4 separate regions of the Mus musculus genome follow, and regions 2, 3 and 4 are each linked to region 1. A link is a contact called in public ChIA-PET, Hi-C and HiChIP or PLAC-seq data. All regions are on one chromosome and are shown on one strand. Each heading gives the region's core, a stretch centred on a gene start, on an enhancer-like site or on the middle of the called end of the contact. The rest is flanking DNA. Distances are from core to core; before and after follow the strand shown.

What was found. A called contact is a pair of places that touch in the nucleus more often than the background predicts. ChIA-PET counts read pairs in DNA pulled down with a chosen protein or histone mark. HiChIP or PLAC-seq counts read pairs in DNA pulled down with a chosen protein or histone mark.
Region 2: a Hi-C map of Th1 cells shows a contact between it and region 1, with 5 times the contacts expected there. The contact joins the promoter of Myh9 here to the promoter of Ift27 in region 1. A contact is called at or near these places in 1 of 484 Hi-C or Micro-C datasets (Th1 cells), 1 of 115 datasets of contacts at active chromatin or transcription factors (pancreatic cancer cells) and 1 of 9 other capture datasets (adipose tissue).
Region 3: an RNA polymerase II ChIA-PET map of memory CD8 T cells shows a contact between it and region 1, with 27 read pairs. The contact joins the promoter of Il2rb here to the promoter of Ift27 in region 1. A contact is called at or near these places in 1 of 39 promoter capture datasets (the C10 cell line), 2 of 115 datasets of contacts at active chromatin or transcription factors (bone marrow-derived macrophages and memory CD8 T cells) and 2 of 9 other capture datasets (adipose tissue and pancreatic islet).
Region 4: a contact with region 1 is called in an H3K4me3 HiChIP or PLAC-seq map of bone marrow-derived macrophages, with 7 times the contacts expected there. The contact joins the promoter of Tmprss6 here to the promoter of Ift27 in region 1. A contact is called at or near these places in 2 of 115 datasets of contacts at active chromatin or transcription factors (bone marrow-derived macrophages and memory CD8 T cells) and 1 of 9 other capture datasets (pancreatic islet).

The regions. Positions count from the first base shown.
Region 1 is chr15:78,171,760-78,176,107 of GRCm38.p6, reverse strand. It overlaps Ift27 (intraflagellar transport 27), which reads left to right and starts at 2,027. Exons shown (of 7, transcript NM_025931.3): 1 at 2,027-2,339. The coding sequence starts at 2,306.
Region 2 is chr15:77,840,016-77,844,363 of GRCm38.p6, reverse strand. It overlaps Myh9 (myosin, heavy polypeptide 9, non-muscle), which reads left to right and starts at 2,189. Exons shown (of 41, transcript NM_022410.3): 1 at 2,189-2,407. It also overlaps the pseudogene Gm22107.
Region 3 is chr15:78,492,900-78,497,247 of GRCm38.p6, reverse strand. It overlaps Il2rb (interleukin 2 receptor, beta chain), which reads left to right and starts at 2,182. Exons shown (of 10, transcript NM_008368.4): 1 at 2,182-2,300.
Region 4 is chr15:78,466,337-78,470,684 of GRCm38.p6, reverse strand. Tmprss6 (transmembrane serine protease 6) reads left to right here and starts at 2,051. Exons shown (of 18, transcript NM_027902.2): 1 at 2,051-2,259.

The DNA of each region.
Region 1 (4,348 bases), core at 778-3,277:
CATCCAGACAGGACAGACAGACCAGAGAAACCCTACCCATGTTTGCCAGTGTGGCAAACCAATCAGATTACAGGGGTTTGTTACAGAAGCATAGACAAGGGTTCCTAGGGGATCCTGGGTAACTCCGAGGCAGCACTAGCTCTACCAGTTCCTCCTGATACAGGCATCTTTGCAGAGAGACGGTGCCTCTCTAAATGTTCGAGATCAGAATCCTGGGACCCAGTAAACGTTGAGAAAGCAGCAGTGGGGTGGAGAACTTCCCCTGGCCAACCTACAGCAGCAGTGCTGAGCCAGCATGGTGGACACACACCCCACCACACTCCAAAGACGTGTGTGTGGAGAGCCTGGCTCCCAGAGCAGGGGGTGATCAGAACTAAGGCTTTTAGGGGAAGTGATGAATCTCTGACTTCATTCATCAGTGGACTACAGATCCATTGATGGGTACTGTCTTAGTTAGGGATTTTACTGCTGTGAACAGACACCATGACCAAGGCAAGTATTATAAGGACAATATTTAATTGGGGCTAGATTACAGGTTCCCAGGTTTAGTCCATTATCATCAAGGTGGAAGCAGGGCAGCATCCAGGCAGCCATGGTGCAGGAGGAGCTGAGAGTTCTACATCTTCATCTGAAGGCTGCTAGCGGTAGACTGACTTCCAGGCAGCTAGGATGAGAGTCTTAAAGCCCACACCCACAGTGACACTCCTACTCCAACAGGGCCACACCTTCTAATAGTGCCCCTCCCTGGGCAGAGCATATACAAACCATCACAGGTACCTAATGTGATGGGCTATGGGGAGGTGCCTGGGAAATGGAACCTAGTTGAAAGAGAATGTGACTTTGGGGGCATATCCTGGGAACTATTTCTTCCTTTCCCAACATGAGGTGGCTATATGCTTATATGCTGTTGTTGTTATGATGGTCAACCAAATGGCCAAACTAAACCTTTCCTCCTTTAAATAGTTTCTCTCCGGTGTTTTGCTACAGTAACAACGCCCCGATGCATGGACACTCGCCTACTTCCTGTACCCATGAGTTGGTTTCTATCTTCAGAGTTCCAGAGGTTACATGCCTTGCAGAGCCATATCCCACTTAGTGGCAAAGCAAGAGGGGCTCCCAGGAAAGTCAGGTGGCATTTACCCACCCTCCCCTCATGAGGGGCAACACCAGGATAGCATCCATTCACCCATAACAGAGGAATCCGACTGAGAGAGGCGTGTCCTCCCATCCATTAAGATATCACGTCAAATTAGGCCTATTTTAGATTTTAGTTTAATTTAACTGATACATAACATAAAGTGATATATAGTTACATATGGATATACTGTGTGAGTTTCCATCAGGACCTCGCTCTTTCCCCCTTCCGGAAGGTGCACAGCACGGGTGCTGTCCGCAGTTGTTTGCTGTGCAAGCATGCAGGGCCTTCCTGTCTTCCTCACTGCTCAACGTTGCACATTTTTCCCTCCCCGCTATTTCAGTTTTTAGGGTTCATAACATGCTTGGGCTTTAAAGATGGCATTTCGATTCTGGACGTGAAGCAAAGGTTAGGTCTCCAAATGTTCTTTGCACCCGGGGTCGGGGAAAGATACCAATAACATCCAGGACCCGCGACAGCAGCTTCCTTTACTGCGCAGGCGCCATTTCAGCGGCGTCACCCCTCTCAGTGTGGGCGAATCCATTCCCAGGAAGAAGGGGCAAGGTGCAGCGAATCCCAAACTCTTCGCGATGGTTAAAGCCATGCTCTGGCCAATCAGAAAGCCCCATTAATTCCCGCCTCCGGCTGCATCCTGGTTGGGCTGCGTCTCCAGAGACGCTAGGCGGTGCCCAGCGGTGATTGACAGCATCTAAAGCCATTGGCCAAGCTGAGAGCAGTTAAAGAGCAGAAACCTCTCCGCTTTGTTCCGCGAAGGGAACCGGTTTTCCCCGCCTCCTTCTTCTATTGGGTGCCTGGGGTCTCCGAGCTTTTGAGAGCAACCAATCAGGAGACAATATGGAGGGAGAAGGCGGGTTGATGATGGTTGCCAGGAGCCTGTTTGGCGCGACTCTTGGGACCAGAGGACTAGTGGTTGTGTCTCAACTCTTCTTTGGGCCGGGTCTAAGGCTGGACTTGGAACGGGTTCTGCTCCGCCCCACCGGAACCTTTGCAGGCTGCCTGGGGCCTGAAGCCCTCCGTCCACCCAACCCTAGCACCCGGGCCATCATCCATCCCTCCATCACGGCCTCAGGCCCTGGTGTCAGCTGTCCCCGAATCCTAACCCCCTTTCAGCGTCCCCCACCCCCACGTCTCCGCTAGTACCTGGTTACTATGGTGAAGCTAGCTGCCAAATGCATCCTGGCAGGTGAGTGCTATATGTGTTTGAACGCGTGGTCCCCAGAGCCCTAGCCGTCCTAACTCGGGCGGTTTTGGTTCACCATCGCGTCCACTCTCTGTCTCCCTTAGGAATGGCTGTAGTGACCAACAGCAGATTCTAGAAGGCGCGCGGGGCGGGGGAATGGGCTCCACAGGACACTCCCCCCACCCCTAGGGCACATTTGTAGATGCAGCTGTGTCCCGGTCTCCCTCCCATATTTTGAGACTACCTTCACCAGATAGACTTAACAAACTTGAGCGAAGTACAAGCATGGACTTGTCAGGGGTCAGCGTTGCTGGTCCCACTCACTCTGATGTCAGGAAGATGGGGTGGCGCATCTGAGAGCATTAACTTAGAGATTCCCCGGAAGTAAGATGTTTATTATTGTTGACTGTCAGGGAAATAGCCTGCACAGTGCCCAGAGTGTGGATGAGTATTATATAGATATATACAGAGTGATCTGGTGGTGCTCACACTCGTGGGCTTGCCTTGAGCCAGTCTGAACATTCGGAAGCCTATATGCTTAGCTTGTAGTCTGGTTGACAGCTGAGCACATGTGTCTACCGAGGCGACACTGCAGCCAGTGTCATGTGGGGGTATTTCATTTAACCCTTTTGCCACAGCGCCCCCAGGTAGCTTCTGTGATGTGACCTGATGTGACCGAAGCCCTGAGTGGTGTTGCCATGGGTGAACCCCCAGTGGAAGTCGTACACCCCATTCCCAGATTCGCCTGACTTCTGCCTGTGGGTCAGGAGTGTTGGCTACTTCTTATTGTGACAACTTACTGGACCGGAAGTTGGGAGTTTATTGTGCTCACGGGTCCAGAGGACTGCCCATCATGGTGAGGAAGGCATGGTGGCAAGACTGGGAGGCAGGCTGGCCACGTTAAGTCAACAGTCAGGAAATGGAGCATGAGCCTTGGCTCTCAGCTCTCTTTCTCCCTTTTATTCAGTCAGGGGCTCCAGCCTGTAGAGTGGTGCCACTCACCTTTGGGGGCGGGCCTTCCCGCCTTAATCTAAACTAGAACACTTCTTACAGGCATGTCCAGAGGCTTGTCTCTTCCGTGATTCTTCTTTGTAATCCAAAGATTAGCAGGGGTGTCTTTTGATCTTTATTCTACCGAGTAAGAAGGGGGGGCAGGGAATGGAGGGGAACGGTACCCGTGATGACTTTTCTAATTTGAAAATGAAAGCGTCATGCATAGACATGAGTGACAGGTTGTCACTCAGACCCTAGTGCAGCAGAAGGAAGCCAGGCTCTGCAGAGAATCTGTAGTTCTCAGGGTGCCAGGGGAGGCAGTGTGGTGTAACAAAAGCAGCCAGTCCTTGCCCAGCTCTGTTGCTTTGGACAGTGTTCAGCTTCTGCATGGGTAAGTTGGGGACATTTATTATTTTTTTTTAAAGTTAAATTTCGTTTTAAGTGGGCGGTCCTGCCTGCTGTTCTCTTCCTTAGCTGGTTAGCTCTCGAGGAGCTCCTGTGGTGAGCCCCTCTGCTTAGACTTGCTGTATGCTGGCCCTTGTCACTCCCTCACAGTCTTCTGGCCAAATGCTCAAAGCTACCAGCCAGTTCTCATGTAAGATGAGGCAAGCAAGGCCCAGAGCAATGAAGACCCTGATCCACAGGCTACAGCTTCTGGCTAACTAAAAAACCACCTCCAGGCTCTTTTCCCTTAGGAGTATCCAGGGACCACCAGACCCCAATGGAACCACATTCAGATTCCTAATCTCCACACCTCCCTTAAGTGCACATGCGCACGCGCGCGAGGGCACACACACACACACCCTTCCTCTTCCCCTGGCTTTTTCTTTTCACTCCTTGTAGGCTCACATAATCACCGGTCCACACATATAGTCACTCAGCAGATGTTTATTGAGCATCTAATACATTGAGTCACCATGCAAGCTGCAGTCGCCCCACGCCCCCACCAGGAAGAGCCCAGAAGTGCAAGTGTGTGACTCATGGGCCCTTTGTGTACTGTATGAGCCTTTGCTGAGTGC
Region 2 (4,348 bases), core at 940-3,439, 330 kb after region 1:
GGGGGGGCGGGGTCTAATTACATAACCCGGGGCTGTCATGGAGCCCATGAGTTCTAGCTTACCTCTGCCTCAAAAATGCTGAGTACTAGGATTTAGGACATGAGCCACTAAACCTGCTGCTGAGGTAGTAAGCTTTCTCTTTGGCCAGGGGAGTCCCAGGGATAGAATACAGGTCTGTCAGCAGGTACCTTTACTTGTTGAGCCATTCGGCAGTTTTAAGCTTCTGTGAACGTTTCTGAACATCCTTTGATGGATCTAAATACTCATCTTCTGTTGGATAAATGCTTCGGAGTGGAACTCTTTTTTTTTTTTTTTTTTAAAGATTTATTTATTATTTTATGTAAATACACTGTAGCTGTCTTCACACACTCCAGAAGAGGGAGTCAGATCTCATTACGGATGGTTGTGAGCCACCATGTGGTTGCTGGGATTTGAACTCTGGACCTTTGGAAGAGCAGTCGGGTGCTCTTACCCACTGAGCCATCTCACCAGCCCGGAGTGGAACTCTTGAGGTCTCTATCAAGCTTTAGTAAATAGAGCCAAGGACAGGCGTGCTTAGCGGGGACTGGCCCTAAACTCATTATGTAGCCAAGAGTAGCTCCTCCTGCGCCTCCCTCTGCAGCGCTGAAATCACAGGTGTGTGCTACAGGCCTAGTGGAGCCACTTTCCCAAAGTGGTTGGAGAAGCGCATGCGTATTCCTGTCAGCACCTGATGAGCTCCACCTCCTCACCGGCTCTAACAATGCTGGGCTTTTTTTTTTTTTTTTTTTTTTCCGAGACAGGGTTTCTCTGTGTAGCTCTAGCTGTCCTGGAACTCACTCTGCAGACCGAACTCAGAAATCTGCCTGCCTCTGCCTCCCGAGTGCTGGGGTTAAAGGCATGGGCCACCACTGCCCGTACATCTCCAGTCTCTTGATGATTAGTTTTAAAAGTAATTATTGGCTTTATATATTTCACACCTTTGAACTGCTTGTCTGTGTAGTTCAGGCTAGTCTTGAACTCCCCCTCCTACCTCAGACCTCTTGAGTTCTGGTATACCACCCACAACCCCTGGATGGTTCAGCCTTTTAAAAATTTTTTAAATTTTTCTTATCAACTGGGAAGCAGTCTTTGCTGTAATGTGGGTAGCAATCACTGGTCATCTGGGCTGCAAAATCTCTTTCTTTCTTTAGCTGCTTTTTGGCTTCAGAATGTAAGTTTTCCCTGAAGTTTATATGGAAGGATCATTTTAACTGTGTTAGCAAGAACATTCCAACAGTTAAGAGCAATGACGAGAAATTTGCCTTCATAAAGCCATTTGAAAGCATTGACGTGCTGCAGGATCGACCACATAGATCAATGGACACAACTCGGAAACGGACAATTTGGGCAGAAAATAATGCGTGGACAAATTCCTGATAGATTAATGGCAAAGTACATTTTTTTAAATGAAAAAAAAAATCCTCTCGTGGTTAGTAACCAAAATAAAACAAATGAAATCTACCCTTAAAATAATTTAGTGACAAATATCTGAGATGTGTGTGAGTTAATTATTCAAAGGTTAAGAGTGGCTTAGACTGCATTCCAGGCAGAGGTACTAGCCAGAGCAAAGGTTCAGAGGTTGGAGGACAGCCGCGAGCAGGCTCCAAAATCGAACTCAGGACGCCCACACGGAATGCAGGGTTGAAGCCATGACCGCCCCCACAGCCATCATAATTATGTAAAATACCACTTTTCCCATATATGGTACTTAATATCTGTTCTCCTGGTAGGACAGGACGAAGGGAAAACACGGTTCGCTGGGCGGAGTGTCAGAGCCTCAGACCTCCCCAGTACGCTCCCTCCGGCCCCGGCGCGGCCCAAGCTGCACACCAGAGCCGGGACCAGGAGCCCAGCGCGCCTGAGCCGCTTGCTTCTGATTGGATGAAATCCGCGTCAATCCTGGTCCTGTAACCTGGCTGTCCATTGGACCCGCCCAACAAGGCGTGGCTCCCGCCTAGGAAGCGCGGGTGGAAGGTGGGGTGGGCGGAGGTGGGGACAGATGGGGAGGATGAATCTCAGCACTCCGGCTTCCATCTCTTGTCTGTTTATAGGCCGAAAATCTGTCAGTTTAGGCCAGACTCCTGTTGGATTGGGCAGTGTGGGGAGAGGGCGGGGACTCTTGGAAGCTCCACCCACGAGCCGGCGGCGAGCTGTAGACCCGCCCTCCTCTTGGAAGGGCGGGGCAGGGAGGGCGGCGCGCACCAGAGCTGGGTGCGGTGAGGCGCGCAGATCACCGCGGTTCCTGGGCAGGGCACGGAAGGCTCAAGAACCTGACCTGCTGCAGCTTCCAGTCTCGCGTTCGCCCCACCCCGCCGCGCCGCCCGAGCGCTCGAGAAAGTCCACTCGGAAGAACCAGCGCCTGTTCCCCGGGCAGACCCAGGTTCAGGTGAGCGAGCTTTGCCGGTATGTCCCGCCCCGGAGCTGCCGAGCGCGCGCGCGCGGCGACAAGACTCGAGTCCTTTGGGGCGGACGGCCCTGTGGTTCTCGGCCTCCGCGTGGCGGGTTTCAGCGCGGTCGGGTGCGACCGGACTCCGCATCCTCACCCGAGGGGTGATAGGCAGCGAGGCCTCGGGGTTAGGGAACCGGGGGACGCAGTCCCCGGCCCTACAGGATGCCCTTCCCGGTCGGGGCACTGGGAGCTCGGCCTGCTCCTGTCGCCTCTGCACTCCCGCCTCCCCGACGGCCAGCTCCGGCAAACTTTTTAACCCCTTCCGGGACGCAGCAGTCCCGGAGATCTCGGCCGAGCCGGCCGGATGCGTTCGTGGGCACGGGGCAGCAGCTCCTTTGTAAGTTTGGCAAAGGGAGGTAACGGGCAGGCGAGGACCGCTTGGCAGCTGTCAGGGCGTCCTCCTGAGTCAGGATCGGTCGGTCCCGCCGCAGACATTGCGCCCGGCACGGTTTCCGCCGTCCGCTGCGGACTTCCTCATTTGTCCGTCAGCCCTTGGGCCGGGAGGGGGCGGGGAGAGGTACTCAGAGTGCGTGGGAAAAGGGGTCCCAGCTGCCGAGGGGCTCAGGGCGCAGGAAAAGAACCCCCCCGTCTGACCTCATTCAACCTTGGATTTCTATTGCCCGAGGTCAGAAGGCCTGGGTCTGCCGGCAGCTGCCCCGTCGCCCGGGCAGGCGTGCACCTGATTTCCACCGCACCTTGGGACGCCACGCCCGGGCCAGTCTCTGGGAGCTGGCCCTGACTTTAAGACCAGGCCGGGCAGCCGCATCTTTTATGTTTGATGAGAGGCGGAGTTTTGAAGACATCCCCCACTTCCTTGCACTAGGGTCTTCACCTCATCCTGTTCTGGAGCCACGCCTAAGGCAGGAGCTGCACCCCGCTCCTCCGGGTCCCCATCTCTCCCAGGCAAACTGAGTCAAGTACCCTCTATGACTTGCTTGCGGGCTGTAGTGAAACTGAAGGCTGGGTGGGCTCGGGCGGGTGCCTAAGGCCCCACCCAGCGGTGTTAGGGAAAAGGTCCCTGGGAAGTCCCAGGTCTTGGAGACCCGGAGGCTGCCTCGGCTGGGCTACAGGGAGGTCCATCGAGTTCTCAGTTCTCTGAGCGGTTTTCTGGATTAGCAAGATTTCAAAGTAACTTGCGTGCTTCCTACAGCAGCACCTATACCAAAATTGGAACGATACAGATTAGCATGGCCTCTGCGTAAGGATGACACGCAAATGCATTGAGTTCCGTATTTTTTAGCCAACGCAGACTGGCCCAAGTATCTCTAAGAGTGGCTCACTCTCAAGCACGACTTAGGAGGTTTCTGCCTCCCAAAGGACTCCCTCCTCTGCTGTATGCCAGCCAGTCAATCTCAGGACCTCCATCTAGAACTCTCAAGCCACTAGGCAGATCTGTAACCCGCCCCGGAGCCCCTCCTAAGCCTTGACCAAGTGAAAATAAAGCTTTTTGAAACAGCAAAAATAAATAAATAAATAAATAAATAAATAAATAAAAGGTAACTTGTTCACAGAAACATTGTAGCCATTTCTGACTCCACTGTCTAGAGTCCAAGCTGATAACTTCACCTGGAGGCCTCCCTCCCTTTCTATTAAGGAGGCAATTTGCTTGAAGCCCCGTGTAGACAATCACTCAATATCAGTCAATTTATATACCAGGTTGTTATAGGTGGGGGTAGGGGGGAAGGGCCTATAGATGTGTAATTGAGCAAATATTTAACCGGGCTTCTGCCAGGGACTTTGCCAGGTGGTGTGTGTGGGGGCGGGGTGGGGTGGGTGTGAATTGAGTAAGACCTGGCCCCTGCTCACCGGCACTCTGAGACAAACCAGTGACTAGTGTGAAGGGGAGATATCAGGAACCCCAGAAAGGTACTGTGAGGC
Region 3 (4,348 bases), core at 933-3,432, 320 kb before region 1:
GGTAAGGCCTTCCTTCTGCCTCAGCACAGGTCAAAGGCGTCACATGGCTGGAGGGAGCGCCATGTTGGCTCCTGTTTCTCTTCCACATCAGTGCCATTGTAGGAAGCCACCTTCATGCCTTCACCCCCACCCTAATGGCCTCTGAGATTTCTGCTCTCACAGACAATCAATATAAGAATTTAGGGGGCTTGGATTTCTAATGCATGAACATTTAGGGGCACATTCACGCCCTGTCAAGGAGAACTGGCTTTTATCCCAAGTCTTCATGGATACCTTCCTGTGTGTCAGTCCTCACCCCAGGCTCAGGCAAGAACTGATAAGACCCTATTCCAGTCTGTCTATGAGGTTCTCCCACCCTACCCCAGACAGCTCCTCTGCAGGAAGTCTGGAGCCCTGATATAGCTATAAGGATGCGGCCATGCGGATGCCATGGGTCCAGGGATGAGTCTGTAGCTTGGTGGGCTGATAGGAGGTGGGAAGTAGTTGGAGGAGGTAGGTCTCTGGGAACATGCCTTGGACACATATCCTGTCCTCAGCCTTCTCCCCTTTCCCCACTTCCTGCTTGACAAGTCAGGGAGCAGCTTTGTTCTCTTATCATGGTGTTTCACTGTGGCAGATCTAAGACACCAGGGGCCGGGCCACCCAAAAGCCACAAGAAATCTTTCCTCCTTTAAGCTGATTTTGCCTGGGAATTTTGTCACCTCAATGAAACTAAAATAGTAATCCCATTTTACAGATTTGTGAACTGAAGTTCAGCAAGTCCAGGTCACACAGCCGGGGTGACTCTCCCTAGCAATGGCAGCCCACATACCTCCTTTCCTGGCTTGTCTCAATTCTCTTTTTAGGGTTCTTGATTTCACTCTCCAGCATCCCCAGAGTCCTGGGGATTTTGTGTGTGTGCATACGTCCCTCCATATCCCAGACAGGGCACCAACGACAGAGCAAGAAACAGCTCCACTGAAGTCTAGCTTGGTGAGCTAGTGAGTTTCTTGTGCACATTTATGGAGTAAGGGGTTGCTTACATCAGTTTGGGTGACCACCCCCCCAAGCAACTATGTTACTGGGAAGTCACAGCTGAGCATGGATGATGGCATCCCCATAGTTGTATAGATGGAGTCACTTCTTCTTTGGCTAACCTATCCTCTCTAGTGTGTAAGTACCCCTGAGTTCAGTTACACATCGCTAAAGCTGGACCTCAGGGGAGGGGTTCCTGTTACTTCTCTTCCCTTCTTGTGAGGGGATGAACATCAGCAGGTCCAATCGTGTGGCTCTCTTGTGGCAGTTACAGCTGCCCCGATGAAGATGGTAATGGCTGTTATGTCCAGAGAACAGAATTCTTACAACTCCCTTCTTTTCACAAGAGGGCAGAAGCTTGTCATATTTCCCCAAGCCTGGCATTAAAACCAAGATGAAGGGGAGATAGAAACGGGGAGTCCCTGGTCCTGTGATACAATATGTAAATAAACACCCATTCATTTACGGAGAAATTCGTGACTTCATTGTTAAAAATAAAAGCCGTGAACTGAACCCTGCCACCCTATCTCACCGAGAGAGGAAGGATTAGAACTTACAACTCGGAAAGGAAGAAAGTGATAGGAGGGCCACTCATTGGCCATCAAACTGCTTATCAAGCCTTAAAACCAGTCAGTCACCTTTGAATGCTAGCCTAAATAAAGGGCATCTCAGAGACTGAAGTAAAGGGCAGCATGTAGCGGGGGCTGGGGGATGGCTAAAATGGAGATCAGCAAAGAGGACACCTAGACTCTAGGTCCTAGAGGGATGATGTGTCTGTGGGTGGCTTTGGTGTTAGGGTGTGAGCATATGTATGTGTGTGTGTGTGTGTGTGTGTGTGTGTGTGTGTGTGTGTGCATGCGCGTGTGTGCTCATGCGTGAGCAGAAGTCGATGGTGTTAGGGTGGCATGTGTGAGATGTAGCGGGGAAGAGTAGGCAAAGAAGGGCCTGCCCCCTCAGGTTCTGTGCATAGCTAGGTCCCTGTACCACAGTAACTGTGTGAGCGTGTGTGCCACCACATTCAGTGGCTGCCCCTGGGCGTAGGAGGAGATCTTATCAGTGCTAGGTGTGTGTGGAGTTTCAGGCTACCTCATCACCCCCCATCTCTCCACCTCCCATTGGGCCTTGCCCCTCATCCTCTATACAGGAAGTGGGCTCGCCTTGGGTTTCAGTCTGTTGCTGGCCTAGCTGTTGTCTGCTACCTAAGCTGCGGAGCAGGAGATGGCCGTGGACCCAACCTCCAGCAGGACTGCAGGGAACATCTCGACACAACTCCATGTTGCAGCCAGGTGATGCCCCTGTGTGGTCCCCTGGGAGCCCTGGGCACCCCACTACCTCTTGCTGGTCCTCCCAAGGGACAGGGAGCTGGGAGGGGGCGCTCATCTCTAACTTGGTTCCCTTTGTAGTTTGTATCTGGGCTTTGATGATTAACCTTGTCTTAGGATTCCCTGGGGAAGGGGGTAGCCTGGCTGTCATGGTTTCTCCTTTAAGAATAAACCCCTTCCAATGTCAGGGCACAGTGGCTTCTTCCCAGTCTACTCTGTGGGAAGCTGTGTGCCATTTTCGCTAGGAGGGACTTCCCTGGATCCTGTGTGGGGATGTCTTAGCCCAGAAGGGTGGAGGAAAAGATTTGTAGCTCGTCAGTATTGGGAGGTGGCATGGCGTGTATGGGACAGGTGGGATTCAACGCTGACGCCTGTGGAGTTCATCTCAGCCTGGAGAATTCTCCTTAGTGAGAAAGAGAGAAGGAATCTCCCCCTGGGACCTGGCTGTCCAGTCAGCTATGTTGATTGACAGGTTTCTGAGGGCCCTAGGCTGGAGGTCAGAGGTAGAGTTCTAGCTTAGATTTGTCTCTGACATTACCGAGTGGCTAGAGAGGTTAAGGACATCGCCAGGCATGGGGCTCCGTCTCCGAGGCTGCCTGAGGTAGGAGCTTCCCACCGTTAGCTGTGTTTACAGTACTTCAGGGCCAAGGTGGGTGGCTGAGGAAGGCAGAACTACCTTTGAAGGTCCCCTTTCTTTCACACACTCCTCAGCTGAACTGAACAGCAAGAGGTGAACAGTGGTGTGTGTGTGTGTGTGTGTGTGTGTGTGTGTGTCTTTGTGAATGTGTGTGTCTCTGGAGAGGTGGCCAGAGAAAGGATCTCTGAGGTCAAAGGCCACCAGATCTGACAGACAAGCTCTTGCTTGCCGTCCGTCCTCCCTCAGTCGACCCTGTACCTCACAGACCTGTGAGGCCTTGGACTGCCCCAGCACTGGAACCTTTATCCTGGGAAACAGGCTGCTTTAGGCCCTGATCTTCCCATAGGGAAGGAGCAGTCAGTCACAGAACCTGCTCTTGTGCTGTGAGACCTCTCTGTGACATGTGTGGGTCAGTCTGACGCAGGGAGTGTGACACGACTGTCACTCATGGCTGACCCTCCTCCTCCGTCAGCATCACCACTGTACTGGAAATCAGGTGACCCAGTTAGAGCAGCCTGGGTCTGTGGGATGACAGACCTTTTCAGGGCCTCAGCGGAGACATATATGAGTCAGGGAGATGAACGTCTGGTGGTTGCGAAGGGCATACGTGGGTGAGCCTCAGGGGGACAGTGCCTGGGACTCTGAGATTCTTGGGCTGTACTCACTCTGCCCGAGGCTGGCCTTGTGCTGTGTGGTTTTGGAGTGGTTTTCTTAGTCTCCCAGAGATTCAGTTTCCCTCTTGCCGAAGGAAGCTGCAACCACCATGACTGCTTGAAGCTACCCTGCCCCCCAGCCTGACCCTTCCAGAACCTTCCATATGCTCTTCCGTCTAACCCTGTCCATGATGGGTGGATGCTTTTGTGCCTCTTCAGCCAGGGGTGGGGAGCAGGTTTGAGTGCCTTTTCTTAGGCATTCTCTGTTTTTGGCTGTGGCTTGTGGCCCGGCTATAATCTTGCCTCTTTCATTCCTCTTCCTCTCCCCCAGGGTTATGCCCTCCCTCACCCCAACCCCACGCCATCATGAGGCTGCTCAGATGTCTGGGTCCGACCTGGCTTGCTGCCTTATTGAATGAACACGTAGAGTGCTTCAGATCCTGTTGGGCTCACAAGGGGCTGTGGAAGGCCCCTTGCTTGGGCTGAACCTGTTAGGGCTCCCTTTCTACCCAAGCACCTGCGGGGAGTTGATCTTCCAGGGAAGGGAGGTCTGGGGTGGAACCCCAGTTCCGTAGACTTGGTCCTGGGATCCTTGGTCTCCTTGTCTGCCTAGCAAAGACACCAAATAGCTGCTGAGCTGCCAGGCAGCATAGAGTAGCTGGAAGTATGAGGGCCTGGGCACAAGGCCTGGGCAGTGTTTGATGAACATACCCGGCAAACAC
Region 4 (4,348 bases), core at 802-3,301, 290 kb before region 1:
TGAGATTTTTCAGCTATCATCCTGCCTGGGCCAGGGGCCAGGCCACTTGGTAGTTCAGAGGACAGGACAGGGCACAGAAGAGGGGCTCAGGGTGCCTGTGTCCCAGTGGTATATGGACTTCATTCCCATCCTGAGCTCCTGTTCCTAGTTTGCAGTGTGGAAGCTGGAGATTGGGAGAGAGTGAGGAGAAGGTACTGGGCTGGGAATTCGTGTTGAGGGAAGAATGGACCCTCACAGGTCAAGGGTCAGGCCCACATGTTCAGACAAGGACCCAGACAGGGCTGTCAGGGGACAGTAAGGAGAGCCACCTTCACGCTGAGTCATACCCAGCTACAAGACCTTTCCATTCCCACCATGCTAGGCTTTCACGAACCGTTTTCTTGTTGGCCCAGACAGGGCTAATGGCGCCAATGAAACATCCAGGGATCATGACTTGGGGCCAGGGATCCACCCTGCTTCCTCTAGCCCAGAATGGCCTATGTCCACTGACCATGCTGCCGGCATCTCAGAGCAGGCATTTCTTCACACTCTCTCCACACTCAGTTCACCCTCCATAGCTTCCCATACTGCCCCTCACGCCCCGTGCACATCTCTTGCTCCATCTGTGCCTCACAACCCATGTCCGTCTCACTCTGTGGACAGGCACATACCCACTTACGCTCACACGCAGATCCCCACGCTCCACGGCCTACACAGACCCACTCCACCCTACAGGCATGGCTATCATCCATTTGATTTTTACACGCCCCAGATATACATTCTTAACATACATCATCTGTCCACACATATACTCTACACTGTACACATATTTCCTACATGCCTGGTGTGCACGCACCAACACACACACACACACACACGCACACACATGGGGAAACACATGTTCACAGCACACTGAGCCTCAAATTCACACACAGTTCTCTACAGGAACCCCTGGCTCACACCATGTGACCTGGCCGGTAGCTCTCCTTACCATCATGCCCTGACAGCTCTTGCTTGGGCCCTTGCCCAAACTTGTAGGTCTGACCCTTGACCCTGTGAGGGTCCATCCTTTCCTTCCCAGCTTGCACACTCTCTTTCCTCGCTCCCCAGTCTCCAGCTGCTACATGGTGATCACGTGTCTGGGTGAGACTCAGTCCCTCTGCAGCAGCACTGTCCCATCTAATTCTAACATGAGCCTCGCTTGTCGCCTCAGTTTTCTAGATCCCATCAAAACACAGAAAAGTAGGTGGGACTCATCTTTGCACAGCTCCTCTAGCCCAAGAGAGCAGCCAAGCTAACATTTCAATCTGCAATCAGTACCCAAATGAGCAATGCAACGACTGACTTTTTTTTTATTTATTTATTTTTCTTGGGTATTTATTTCATTTACATTTCCAATGCTATCCCAAAAGTCCCCAACACACTCCCCCACCCACTCCCCCACCCACCCACTCTCACTTCTTGGCCCTGTCGTTCTCCTGGAATGAGGCATATAAAGTTTGCACGACTAATGGGCCTCTCTTTCCACTGATGGCCAACTAGGCCATTTTCTGATTCATATGCAGCTAGAGACATGAGCTCCAGGGGGTTACTGGTTAGTTCATAATGTTGTTTTTCTTGCTCATGATCTGGAACGTGTCTTACCTAAGAGCCCATCTCTGCTCATTCTGGCTCTATTTCATGTCCAAGGGACATGTGTGGCCAGTGGACAGCAGGGTTTTGTAGAATACCAGTAATTCCTAGATTCATGGAAGAGAGTGTCAAGTGCACCTCTCCCCCGGCCCACTTCTCTCCTATCCCCAGAAGTCACGGGCCCAGGACTTTCTGGCCAGTGTCAGCTGTGTGAGCCCCTGTTCTCACCTGAATCTGCCTCTGCAGTTTCCCATTCACCCTGTTAGGGGACCAGGGGCTGTAACCAGGCAGGAATATCACCAAGCAACAGGCCCCGGGGGAGAGCTCAGGTCTCCTGCTCCTGCAGGTCCAGCCCCCTGGGCACCCATGGGGCAGGGCGGGGTTAGAGAGGCGGGCACTAACTACTTGCCTCCTGCCTCCTGCCTGTTTACCTGTGTTCAGTTTCATTGTCGCCCTGGACCTGACAGGAGAGGCCCATGGAACTTGGGGCCACAGGCCACAAGGGACAAGGGCCAGACACCCCAGCCATGGCTCCAGGCCATTGATCCAACCTAAGCTGGCCAGTTGGGGGTGGAAAGACCTTGGCCTGGATAAACAGAGGCCTCCAGGCCTGTGTGCAGGCCCGGCACCTACCTTCCACTCTTGAAGGTAAGCAGGGGCCTCTGGGACAGAGAACCAGGATCTCTGGTCAATAGCCTGGTGACTAGGCCTTTGAACGGCTTGCAGGGGCTCCTCGGCCAGAGTGACCTGGCATAGAGGCCACAGGGTGCACCAAGCTGCTGTTGGGGAAGGTTAGGTGGAGCGAACCTAGCGCAGCTGAGGGTGCAGGGTACCAGAGGGCTTCCAGGGACCCGGTGGCCTGCGATTCGGGTGTGCAGAGAAAGGGGAGGCCCAGTGTATGGACCTGGTTGCCTAATTTCTCATTTCATATACAACTTCACATCCCAGGCTTTCTGGAGAGCAAGAGAGAGCCCAAGCCCTAATCTGTATCCATGTGGGATCTACACACAGGACTCTTGGCTTGTAGCCTGGAGCTGGTGTGTGTGTGTGTGTGTGTGTGTGTGTGTGCATGTGTGTGTGCAGGTATGTGTACGTGTATTCATGTGTTCGTGCCTGTATGTGCGTGCGCGCATGCATGCATCTCCATCTCTACACATCTGGAGGTGGGTGCACATGGGTCATGTGTGTGGCCAGAGCTCCTAACCATCCCTTCCCCATGGCTCACACTCAGGCCCCTAGCTTCAGTGGTTCACAGCAGGGCTTCCGCTAAGTGCCAAGATGTACTTCCCATGTCCTTGGGTCAGAGTCCCGACTTGGGCCTTCTGCCAGTCTTAGGGAATTCATCTCCCAGGACTTTTGATTCACCAACCACTAAAAGGAGGAGACATTGAAGCAAACAGCCAAGGTTGCTGGAGGTGAAATGGGCTTGTGTGTTGCCGTGCAGTCCATGACTGGAGTGGAACTCTCACACTGTGGTCAAATCCAGATCTCCACTGTGCTACCTGTGAGCTCAGCCCGCAGAGGGTGGACAAGGCTCTCCACTGTCAAGAGGGTGGAAGAGGGTGCAGAGCTGTTGCCCAGTCTACCAGGGGAGAAGATTGTGTCCTTCAAGGGTCTCCACATTATGCATGGGTCAGAGAGCACACCCACCTGGTCAGTTGCACTGATGGGGGGGTGGGGAGCGACTTTTGAGTCCAAGGCTGGTCTGGGCTGCACAGGAAGGCTGTGGGTTCTCAGTGCGGTACCTTCTCAGGAAGGTACCATTTTTATGATGGACTGGGCTTCGGGAAAATTCAAGCCATTGTCTAATAGCAAAAGCTGTGGTGTGGTCATCCTCGTGGGTACAGAAGATGGAGGTGGGAGCTCTGTATTCACTGTGACCCCCACCCCCATATCCAGCGTATCTCTATGAGAGCTCTAATAAAATGGGGTGACATCCAGTCACAGAGGTGAGGGGTTAGAGGCAGACTCAGCATCCTTTCTGGATCTAAGCCACGGAGCCCTACTTCCCACAGGCAATGAGATGAGGAAGAGGCTCAGTGCCTGGATACATGGTCGCCCCATTGCTCCACCCAGCGGCCACTTCATTTGAGGGAAACACCCTGAGCTGGGCTCCCAGAGATGCCTGCCTCAGAGGTGCAGGAGAACAAAGACTGCCCCGTTTTGCTTGCTTACTGGCCGACTTGTTTGAGACAAGCCAGTCTGGAGTGGCCTGGAAAGGGGGATCCTCCTGCCTCAGACTCAGACTCCTGGAGCCTAGGATCATAGATGTGCTCTGCCAAGCAAGCCTCCTGGCTCTGGGTTTGGACATACATGTGACAGCTAAAGGAAAGGGCGCCACCTCCTACCTCGTTTGAGACAGGATCTTGCCTGTGTTATCTGGCTCCCGAGCTTCTGAGGTTTCTTCTGTCTCCGTGTCCCATCTTGCTGTAGGAGCACTGCGATTACAGATGCCCGGTAGTACATCCAGTTTTTATGTGAGGACTTTCTGGGGATCTGAACCCAGGTCCTCATATTCGTCCAGCAAGATATTTGACTTTGCAAGCCATCTCCCCAGCACCAAGTCTTCTTTTGAAAAAGGGAGGTTGAGAGAAACAAGGCCCCAAGCCAGTGTTGATTTTAACCAAGGGTGGCCCAGGTTTAAGGAGACAAGTGGCTTAAGTAACCAAGGACCCTGGACCCTGAACCCATTGCCAGACAGTGCATAGGAAAGGCTCCCACATGCTACCCAGCCTCA